Linked DNA regions of Ovis aries: region 1 is linked to region 2. The links are chromatin contacts, called in public Hi-C maps. All regions are on one chromosome and are shown on one strand. Each heading gives the region's core, a stretch centred on a gene start, on an enhancer-like site or on the middle of the called end of the contact. The rest is flanking DNA. Distances are from core to core; before and after follow the strand shown. Region 1 overlaps CSTPP1 (centriolar satellite-associated tubulin polyglutamylase complex regulator 1). Region 2 overlaps LRP4 (LDL receptor related protein 4).

Region 1 (5,091 bases), core at 312-2,811, 230 kb after region 2:
TCACGGCCACGTCTCACCTGGAGCAGCTGCAGCTGGCCCAGGAGCTGTGACTAGAGTCAGAGAGGCCTGGGTTCAAATTACAGCTCTTTTGCTTCTGGCTTGAAAGCCCTGGTCAAGTTTCTGAGCCCCTGTGTTCTCAGTGAAGATATCCATCGATCTCACATCAGAGGATCAACGGGAAAGAAAGTGCAATGCCGGACGCACAGCGCTAACCAAGCAAGCCCTTACTGGACGCTGTGTAGCTGTAGTCGTTGCTGCTGCCCAGGGTCTCTGGGTCCAGCTTCTCAGGCACTGCAGGGCAGGGGCCGGAAGTGCGGCCCGGAGCCCGGGGAGACCACAACCTGGACGGCCCCACGCTGCTCGGAGGGCCTGGACTGGAAGCAGCTCTTGCCGCGCAGGGGGCGTCTCCAGTGCAGCCCCGGGGGCGGGCAGCCCTAAGGAAGTGTTGCAGAGAACTGTGGTGATACCTGGAGAAGGCAGCCAGGCTGTGGCTTCGCCCTCGCTCATGGCCCTGACATTAAGGCAGACTCCACGGAGGTGTCCCGGGATCCCATACAGGCCTGGAGACACCCCTCACCTTCACCCATGAACAGTGCAGCTTATGTGACCTCCCAGAGGAAGTGCCGGCATGGGAGGCTTCTCGCCAGCCCCAGCGGCCCCCCAGAAGTGGACTTGAAACAGGATAGCTCGCTTCCGCCTGAGAGCCTGTGCCCGGCCAGGCACTGGCTGCACTTCCTCTGAGCTATATTTTTATTCGCTATTTTGAGCTCTTCCATCACCTGAAACCAGCTAGAACACACTTATGGATGGCAGCTAACACTGATTTTGAGTCATTACTCTGTATACCAGTAATATATAACAGTAGATATACCAGTAATATATAACAGTAGAATAGACGCAGCGTATCACCATATTGAATCTTCACCAGAATCCTGTGAATTGGTAACTAGAATTATCTCCTCTACAGATGAGGAAACTAAAGCTCCAAGAGAAAACGTGACTTGCCGAGAAAAGGAAACTTGGGCAGGGAGTTCTAGAGCTGGGTGGGATTGGATCCCTGCAAAACAAAACAAAACAATACATCTTCTGCCACTCAACCCGGGGATGCTGACCTTTAAGGGAGATAGGAAGTTGGCAAGTCGCAGATTCAGGCTGAAAACTGTTGCTTCGTTGGCACCCACCAAATGTCCAGCCAGCCAGCCCATCCCAGCTGTTGGAAGTCAGCATGGGAGGGCAAGAACAGCCAGCCCCCTCGGGACGGGCTCAGACCCTGCCAAGCGCTCTTTTCTTTCTCCATTCCAGCCGCTGCCCTGGACTCCACCCTCCACATGTTTCTGCTCAGAGCCAGCCTCTCCTTCTCCCCTAGAGCCCCCTCTCTCCAGCCCCGAGGCTGGCATGCCAGGGTCCCTCCCTGACCCAGTACAGACTCTCGCTGGCAGCCGCTCCCTGCTGGCTCCGCTTCAAAGCTGGAGCGGGCCCCTCTCCTCCAGGTGTCAGGAGCGGCTGGCACATTAGCAGAAGGCCTCTGGCAGGAAGGGGTGTCGAGCCAGGAAACTCCTCCTCCTGACCCTCAAGCGGGTGGGGCCAGGTTCGAGTTCAGGGTGGAGCCGCTGTCGGTGAGGTGAAGGGCCCACAGCCTGGGGTCATCACAGTCACCACGGGCAGAGACAGAGCCGCAGCCTCCTGCCTGCCTCTCTCCACAGTTGTGAGATCCCGGTGCCAGATGCCCAGGACTCTTACGGGTCACAGCACTAGTCTGGAGATGGATGGTGTGGCATTCCGTGTTTCTAAAAGCACCTTTTTGTGAGGTTTTTCAACAGCAAACTTCTCCCCAGTGAGACCAGAGTTACCAGATGTTAGTTCTCTCCGCCCTTGGGGTGCCCTTCTGTCAGAGCCAGAAGAAGCCCGCTCAGACTTTGGGGAAGTATTCCGCTTGAATATCTCCAGCAGCAGGCAGCTCACTCGCTCTCAAAGCAGCCATCATCCCAGAGCTGGGCGGCTTCCAGTCTTCTGGAGGCAGTCTCCCAGAACCCTGTGGCGTCTCCCTCAGAGGCAGCCCTTCAAGAGCCGTGGCCCAGCGCCACTTACCCTTCATCCTCTCTTCCCACTAAAGGATCTGAAGGTAGTCGTCAGCTGACATCCTGGTTTGCAGATTCCGCCTCGCCGACCCCCTGTTCTGTGACTCTAGCTCGTCCCTCTTAAATAAACCACCCTCTTAAATAGTGCCTGGATGCCACCTTGCCAGGAGAAAAGAGAAGGGTGCCGCACCGCTGTTAGTTATGAGTTCACACTTTCCCTCTCGTTCAACTAACACTGGCTGAGGGCCTACCGTGTGCCCTCCCCGCCACGCTGGAGCGTCGTGGGGGACACTGACTGGGGCCTCCTGTGAGTCCAGAAAGGCGAGCGGGGGCCAAGGGCAGGGCATACAGGCTCATAAGCCAGGATAAGGATGGGAGACGTTGCTCTAAGGACAAGGGGAAGCCCATAAAGTGTTTAAAACTGGCTTGCAAAACAGTCAAATTCGCATTTTTATTTTATTTTTTATTTTATTTTTTTAATTCGCATTTTTAAAAAGGTCTTTCTGGGAGGGAGGAGAGGGTGAGATGAGTGGAGAAAGCAGCATGGAAGCTTGTATCCTGCCATATGTAAAATAGCATGTATCCTGCCATATGTAAAATAGCATGTATCCTGCCATATGTAAAATAGCTTGTATACCACCATATGTAAAACAGATGAAAAGTGAAAGCGAGAGGCACTCAGCTGTGTCCGACTCTCTGTGACCCCATGGACTATACGATCCATGGAGTTTTCCAGGTCGGAATACTGGAGTGGGATCTCCCCAACCCAGGGACCGAACCCAGGTCTTCCACATTACAGGCAGATTCTTTACCAGCTGAGCCACAAGGGAAGCCCAATAGCCAATGGGAATTTGCTATATGATTCAGGAAACTCAAACCGGGGCTCTATGACAACCTAGAGAGGTGGGATGGGGAAGGAGGTAGGAGGAAAGTTCAAGAAGGAGGGAACATAGGTAAACCTAACTGTGGAGTTGGAGGAGACTCTTGAGAGTCCCTTGGACTGCAAGGGGATCCGGCCAGTCCATCCTAAAGGACATCAGTCCCGAATATTCATTGGAAGGACTGATGCTGAAGCTGAAACTCCAATACTTTGACCACCTGATGTGAAGAACTGACTCATTGGAAAAGACCTTGATGCTGGGAAAGATTGAAGACGAGAGGAGAAGGGGATGACAGAGGGTGAGATGGTTGGATTGCCATCACCAGTGCGCTGTACATGAGTTTGGGTAGGCTCCAGGAGTTGGGGATGGACAGGGAAGCCTGGCATGCTGCACTCCATGGGGTTGCAAAGTGTCAGACACGACTGAGCAGCTGAACTGAACTGAACTGATGGCTGATTCATGTTGATGTTTGGCAGAAACCAACACAATATTGTAAAGCCATTATCCTTCATTCAAAAATAAATTTAATTTAAAAAAAAAGTTTTTCTGACCACAGTATGGATACCCAATTAGAAGGAGGCAAAAGTGTTACCAGAAGCCAGGTAGCAGGTCGTCCAGTTGTCCTGGAAGAGGAGGTGGACGTGGGCATCAGTGGGGGCCGTGGAAGTGGAAACGAGTAGACAGATTCCAGAGAAACCTCTGGAACAGGACTGATTGGACCGGGTGATTGGTTGATACGTGGTGGGCAAGAGAGGGCGTTTCCCAGATGTCAGGAGGACTCCCAGGCTTCCGGCTGAGCAGAGGAGCAGGGCTGACAATGACAGCTGAGACCCAACTGGCTTCTCTGTCAGCCAGGCCCACTGCCTGCAGTCAGGAAAACACTTCAGTCCCACGCGCATGTGCTGCGAGGGTCCGGCTACCTGTCCCTCAGAGAGAAAGCCCCTGCACCGCCTGCCTCCCCCAACTAGCCCCATCCACGTGTCAGCCCCCCGAGGAGCAGGGGTCAAAGCAGAGCACACGCCGGGCTTGCCCTGCTTCACCCTGACACCTCCGAGGGCTGTGCCCTCTCTCTTCTCCAGCCGCCCATCTCAAAAGAGGGAGCTGGTGTTGACAGTCAAGCCTGGCTGCTGATGGAGAGCGGCGGCCAGTTCTGGGGCTGGAAGGGCAGGCCCTCCGCAGCCAACAGTCCTGGCTGTGGCTGAGAAGGGGAGATGCTTACGGCGCTTCGCCTGGCAGCCCTGGCGTGGCCGGGAGCAGGCCGATCAGCAAGAATGACCGCTTCTGGAATTAGATGGGGCTGGTGACTGTGCAGCTTTGTGAACACACCGCCCTGTGCACTCTGAAAGGATAAGTCCTATGGTATTGGAGTTACATTGCAATACAGCTCTTCCTTCACTTGCTGGGTGGGGCGGGGGGGGGGGGGGGCGGTATGTCCTGATAAAATCTACTGTAAGTTAAAAATATCAAGTCAAAAATACACTGACTACACCCGACCTACCAGAGATCATATCTTAGCCCAGCCCTACCTCAGCTGCGCTCAGAACACTTGCATCAGCTCACGGTTGGACAACATCATCTAACCCAAAGCCTGTTTCTTCATAAAGTGTTGAATCTCACATGTAATTGATTTGAACACGGTACTCAAAGTGAAAACAGAATGGTTGTCCCTGTCCCACCCTCATGACTGCACAGCCGACTAGGAGCTGCCCCTGCCCAGCGTCACAGGAGAGTACGTACATTGCATCGCTAGGCCAGGGAAAGGCCAAAATTCAGAGTTCTTCTCGCTTTCACACCATCATCGGTTAAGTTATAAAACCTAAGACTGCCTGTCATCAAGTTGGGGACCGTCTGTATAAAATAAGTGAATAAATAGGTGAAGAGAGAAATAGTCAGACTTCTCTGATGGTTCAGGGGTTAAGACTCCGAGTTTCCACTGTGGAGGGCATGGGTTCCATCCCCGGTTGGGGAAGTTCTGCATGCCCGTGAGTGAGTGAACTCTCTCAGTCGTGTCCAACTTTTTGCAACCCCATGGACTGTAGCCCGCCAGGCTCCTCTGTCCATGGGATTCTCCAGGCAAGAATACTGGAGTGGGTTGCCATTTCCTTCTCCAGGGGATCTTCCCCACTCGGGGA
Region 2 (5,068 bases), core at 1,329-3,828:
AGCAACTCGCAGGCTGGCAAAGGTCTGGGAGGCCCTTCCCTGGGAAAGGGTGAATCCCACCCCTCCCGCCCGGCCCTCCCCGAGGGCCTGTGCCCCATGTCCGGCCCTACCTCCTGCCCCGTTCCATCCCACTTGGCCCTGCTGATGGTGTCAGTGCTGACGTCTGTCCAGTACACATGGTCATCCCGGGAGTCCCAGTCAAGGGCCACAGCGCTGCGCACGTCAGCCAGTGGGATGACATCGTCGGACAGGTCCTCTGTGTCGAAGCTGATCCGACGGATGTCCATCCTTCGGGCAAAAAGCAGGAACTTGTCAAGACCTGATCAAAGGCCGAAAGGGGTCTTCTTTTAATGCTCTAAATCCAGTAACAGTGGCAGACACAGACGCTCGCCTGCGGGACATCTGGTTCAACCACACTTCCTGGGGTCTGGTGCCCTTTGTCCCCTACGCTTCACACCTCAGACCCCCTCTGAGCACTGGGCAGCCCATGCTGGCACCATCAGACTTGAGGAGCCGGTGGAAATAGACGCCACCAGGGCCCAGAAGGGTATCCTGTTTAAGTGTCTGTCAGCCGCTTCTCAACTCTCCTCTGCTCTCTTTGCTCAGGCTCACCTAGTGCACTGGGCTAGATCTCTGTCAAGCCCCCACCCCACCGCTCTGCCTTCTGCATCTGCTTCAGGACTTCTGCTCCACTGCATGGTCTAAGACCCCTTCCTCTACGCTCTTCGTGACTCGGCCAGTAATGACTATTTGCTGAGTACCTGCTCCTTGCCTGGCGCTGAGCTTCCTGTTTCCTTTGCCTTGTCTCCTTTACCCCCCTAACAGTCCTTTGTGGTTCACACTATTCTTATTCTCATTTCCTGGATCAACGATCCAGAGGCTAACAGGGGCCCAGGAACTGGCTCAGGATCCCACAGCTACCAAGCCCCAGAGCAGGGGACTTGAACTCAGGTCTGACTTCAAAGGTGAAGTTCTGGCCACACTCCTATTCAGCATTTTCCCAGCTGGCTCTTCTCCATCCTCTGCCCCTATTCTGGTCTGTCTGAATATTTTCTAGTCTGCTATTCTGCTTAGAAAGGCACTTCCTGCGTCACTTTATCAACTGAACTTCTTTCAGGGGGAAGTTCCTTGCATCTCATCAAGACCACATGGGAAGAGCTGGGCACAGGAGAATGCAAGGAAACAAGGTTCTCAATTCAAAGTGCGTTGAATGACTCCTGCCTCTGTTCCCTGGAATAGTTTCCCTGATTTCACTCTCTGGAAAGGACCTAGGTCCTGAGAGAAATTTTATTTTCACCAGAGACAAGGGAGGCGGCAGGCACGCAGCAGTAACAGAAGAGCCGTGATGTGCGAAGCATCTCCCCAGCCCCTGGCTGGGTGTACCACCCAGCTGGATCACTCCTCTCTGGACTATTCTTAGGAAAAAAAAATCACCTGCGCCTCTGAGCTAGACAAGGCCCACCTCTCAAGGCAATACACCTTCAGGAGCTCAAAGGAAGCCTAACAAAGCAGCAGTTCAGGGAGCTCCCAAGGAACCCATCACCTTTCACTCACTAGACACTTACTTATCCTGGGCTCTGTATACAGAGCATCATCAGATGTCTTTACCTTACTTTCTGGTTTAGGGGCTAAGACAGTCTTTAGGGTGATGCTAGAGGTAAAAGGGAAGTCACTCAGTCGTGTCCAACTCTTGGCGACCCCGTGGACTACATAGCCTACCAGGTTCCTCTGTCTATGGAATTTTCCAGGCAAGAATACTGGAGTGGTTGCCATGTCCTTCTCCAGGGGATCTTCCCGACCCAGCGGTCGAACCTGGATCTCCCACATTGCAGGCAGACGCTTTACCGTCTGAGCCACCAGGGAAGCCCAAAGGTAAAGAGATACGGAACCATTCCCTTGCTTTATAGAAGGGTCTGGAAACCTTCTGCTGCCTAGAGACAAAGTGTCCTGGGTGAAATGACCCACGAACCTGTCTGCAGGGGTTCATGCTTGACTCTGCGGTGTCCCTGAGCCCTCAGGGGCTTTGACAGTGGAGCCCTCAGCTCCTTGCCTTCTTCCTCTCCAGGGGCTGCCTGAGGAGCTGGCTCCTCCCCTAGCCAGGCAATTCCCAAACTCCTCCCCGTTGTTCGCTCCACCCACCCTCACAAGGCAGGTCCACTGAGGCAGGGGCCCTAAACCCACTTACTCTGGGCACAGGCATGGCTGCTGATCTTGCGGAAGCCGGTGGGGCAGGCACAAGTGTAGTTCTGTCCACTGGGCAGACACAGGTGGGTGCAGCCTCCGTTGTTGTCCCCACAGCGGTTTTTCCCTGCTCAAAAAGCCCAGAGCGAGAGGGTCAGGTGAGGCCAAAGGTTGGCAGAAGGAGTCCCAGGGCTAGTGAGTGGGGGTTTAGCAAAGGCATGATCTTCCTGAAGGAAGAAACTGTGTCTTCTTATTTTGTATATCTGCCCCCACCTATGAGCAGAGTGAATACCTGATACACAGGAAATGTTTGCATGAATTAGATGGGGGATAGCAAAGCAGTATGAGTCTTTCCTAAGTCTCCATGTTGTACCCTACAGGTCCAGCAGAGGGCGGAATGAGTCCACACCAGCGCCAACCTTAAATTTCCTTGCTGGAAACCCTGGCAACTGTTGACAGGTACAAGGAAGGTTCTCAGAAGCACTGGAAGCTCACTAGGTGAGCGTTTTTTTACCTGCAGGCTGGCGCTGGGGGTGCAGGGTGTGGATGTCCATGGGGAAGTGGAGTTTGTTGCGAATGATCTCCTGGTTCTTGCCAGTAAATTTGTTGGCACTATTGATGCTCTTGGTGTGCCAGTCTGTCCAGTACAAGCTGTCTTCAAACACCGTGATGGCAAAGGGATGCGGGAGGCCTGGGGAAAGTCCAAGAGGACCTCAGGTTACACATGGCCTGCCCAGCCCCGGAGCCCAGGCCGGGCATCTGTACAAATCTCACCCTCTGCCAAAGGCTTCTGGGGGCTGGGACAGGGTAAGCAGAACAAGGGATGAAGGAGAGTAAAGGAAGGGCCTCACCCTGGCTAATGACAGCCTTGCGGTGACTCCCGTCCAGATTGGCCCTCTCAATGACGTGGTGCTTAGCATCCACCCAGTACATACGGCGCCCGGCATAATCAATGGTGAGGCCGTTGGGCCAGAAGAGATGAGTATCAGCGATGATGCGTCGGCCAGAGCCATCCATGCTGGAGGCCTCGATGCGGGGGGTGTTGCCCCAGTCTGTCCAGTAAATGGTCCTGGGAAGAGAGAAAAGGGCATTGAGAGGCAGGTAGTAGAGGGCAGGTAAGGTGCCCAGCACAGTAATCAGGCAGAGGGCTCTTAGCGATTCCACCCAGGGACTCCAACTGGTAGGCAACACATTCTGTTGGGTTTACAATTTTTCAATGTTTGACTTATTTATTTTATTATTATTAAACATTGTTTTGGCCACATCGCATGGCATGTGGGCCCTCAGTTCCCTGACCAGGGATCCAACTCACGCCCCCTGCATTGGAAGTACGGAATCTTAATCACGGGACCACCAGGGAAGTCCCTTGATGCTTGAATTTAAATGTCTCTAGACAGGGAATGTATTCATTTAACAAAAATATTTTGGAGCATCTGCTATGAGATGAGCATATCTTTTCGCACTGAGAGCATGGCAGTGAACAAAAGAGATGAAAATCCTGACCTTGTGAAACTGCAAAAAATACTAGCGGGCTACTACTTAGGACAAGAATTTTCTTCTTGGTCACAGCCTCTGCCACTGCCTTTTGTAATTTTCACACCTGCACACGCACACACACACCCCACACTATGTTTCTAAAACAGCTCACCTATAACTAACTGTAGGATCTTAGAAGACACCCCTCTCAATTGATTGCACTTAATTTTTAAAAGCCAGAGGCAAATAACTTCCCCCGCAAAAGACCTTTCTTCTACTAATAAAATTACTAATTTTTATTAATTCGCTCAACCCTATAAACTAATAACAAAAATACTAAACGGCTACCACTTATATAATGTGTGTCATGCCATTTAAAATGCATCACCTCACTTCATCTTCACACAGCTGTGAGGTAGGTGTATTTTTATTACCAGTTTAGAAATGAGTAAAATGGGAGCCTAGAGAGATGAACTAGCCCCAAGGCCATACAGTCAGTTACCGAAGAGCTGGAAACCCAGGTGCATCTGGGTGCAGAGCCAAGGCTATTAACACCACACTGTGAGGTCCCCTGGCCCCCCCAGTAAAGTCTGGCACAGGTGACAGAGGAACTGTCCCTAAAGGTCGTAAGAGGAATGTGGCAGCTGGAGCCACAACTCGCTCACCCCTCCATGGGGTGCAAGGCGATGGCCCTGGGCTTCTCTAGGTTCTGCCACAGCAGCACCTTCCGGTGGGCCCCGTCCAGGTTGGCCACCTCAATCCTTGAGGTCCCCGAGTCGGTCCAGTAGAGTTTGTCGTGGACCCAGTCCACAGCCAGGCCCCCTGGTGGAAAGAGGCCATGGAAAGAGTGTCAGCGGTTCAGCCAGGGCCCCTGTGTGCTATAGAAACAAGGGCAACACTTGCACGAAGCTGTTTCTTGGGCCAGGCACTCTTCTCACCATTTTACAAACACATGTTTTGCCTTGAATTGTCACAACAACCGTGTGAGTTAGGTGCTATAACAATCCCCATGAGGATGGAAGCAACTGAGGCAAAGAGAAAAGCAACCATCCAAGGTCACGCGTCTCCTCCTCTCAGCCAACCATACTCCACTTCCGGAATCCTAGCTCCCTGACCCCCACTGGCTCCAGGGTTTGCAATTTGTGCCTCAGGGTTTTACAGGGGAACATCATCAGTCCCATAAGCATCTGAGTCAAATGTGCTTGATTAATACCGAATCCTAACCCACTTCCCCTGCTTGTCGAATGGCCTGAGATGGCAGAGTGAGCTACTGTCTTCCTAATCTGCAAACATTTGGATGCTATCTATCTGGGTCCATCAGAATATTCCTAATATGAAGTAATCAAAACAAAAGCAAGAATTAGCTGGGATGCCAGGCTGATAGAGAATTAGAGCTGTCATCCACAAATCT

What was found. A called contact is a pair of places that touch in the nucleus more often than the background predicts.
Region 1: a Hi-C map of muscle shows a contact between it and region 2, with 6 times the contacts expected there. The contact joins two enhancer-like sites. A contact is called at or near these places in 12 of 16 Hi-C or Micro-C datasets (blood, hypothalamus, liver and 6 more).

What each region holds. Positions count from the first base shown.
Region 1 is chr15:75,974,745-75,979,835 of ARS-UI_Ramb_v3.0, forward strand. The region is part of intron 5 of CSTPP1 (centriolar satellite-associated tubulin polyglutamylase complex regulator 1); the gene reads left to right. Among named protein-coding and RNA genes, the nearest start is that of ARFGAP2, 24 kb to the right of the region's middle. Within about 2 kb of position 1,562, at least 7 of the 54 cell types and tissues checked have an H3K27ac peak or open chromatin away from gene starts, as enhancers often do. A contact at or near this core is called in muscle, where this site is marked.
Region 2 is chr15:75,738,858-75,743,925 of ARS-UI_Ramb_v3.0, forward strand. LRP4 (LDL receptor related protein 4) reads right to left here. Exons shown (of 38, transcript XM_060400078.1): 13 at 4,323-4,479; 14 at 3,033-3,250; 15 at 2,696-2,872; 16 at 2,186-2,308; 17 at 111-319. Among named protein-coding and RNA genes, the nearest start is that of LRP4, 25 kb to the right of the region's middle. Within about 2 kb of position 2,579, at least 11 of the 54 cell types and tissues checked have an H3K27ac peak or open chromatin away from gene starts, as enhancers often do. A contact at or near this core is called in muscle, where this site is marked.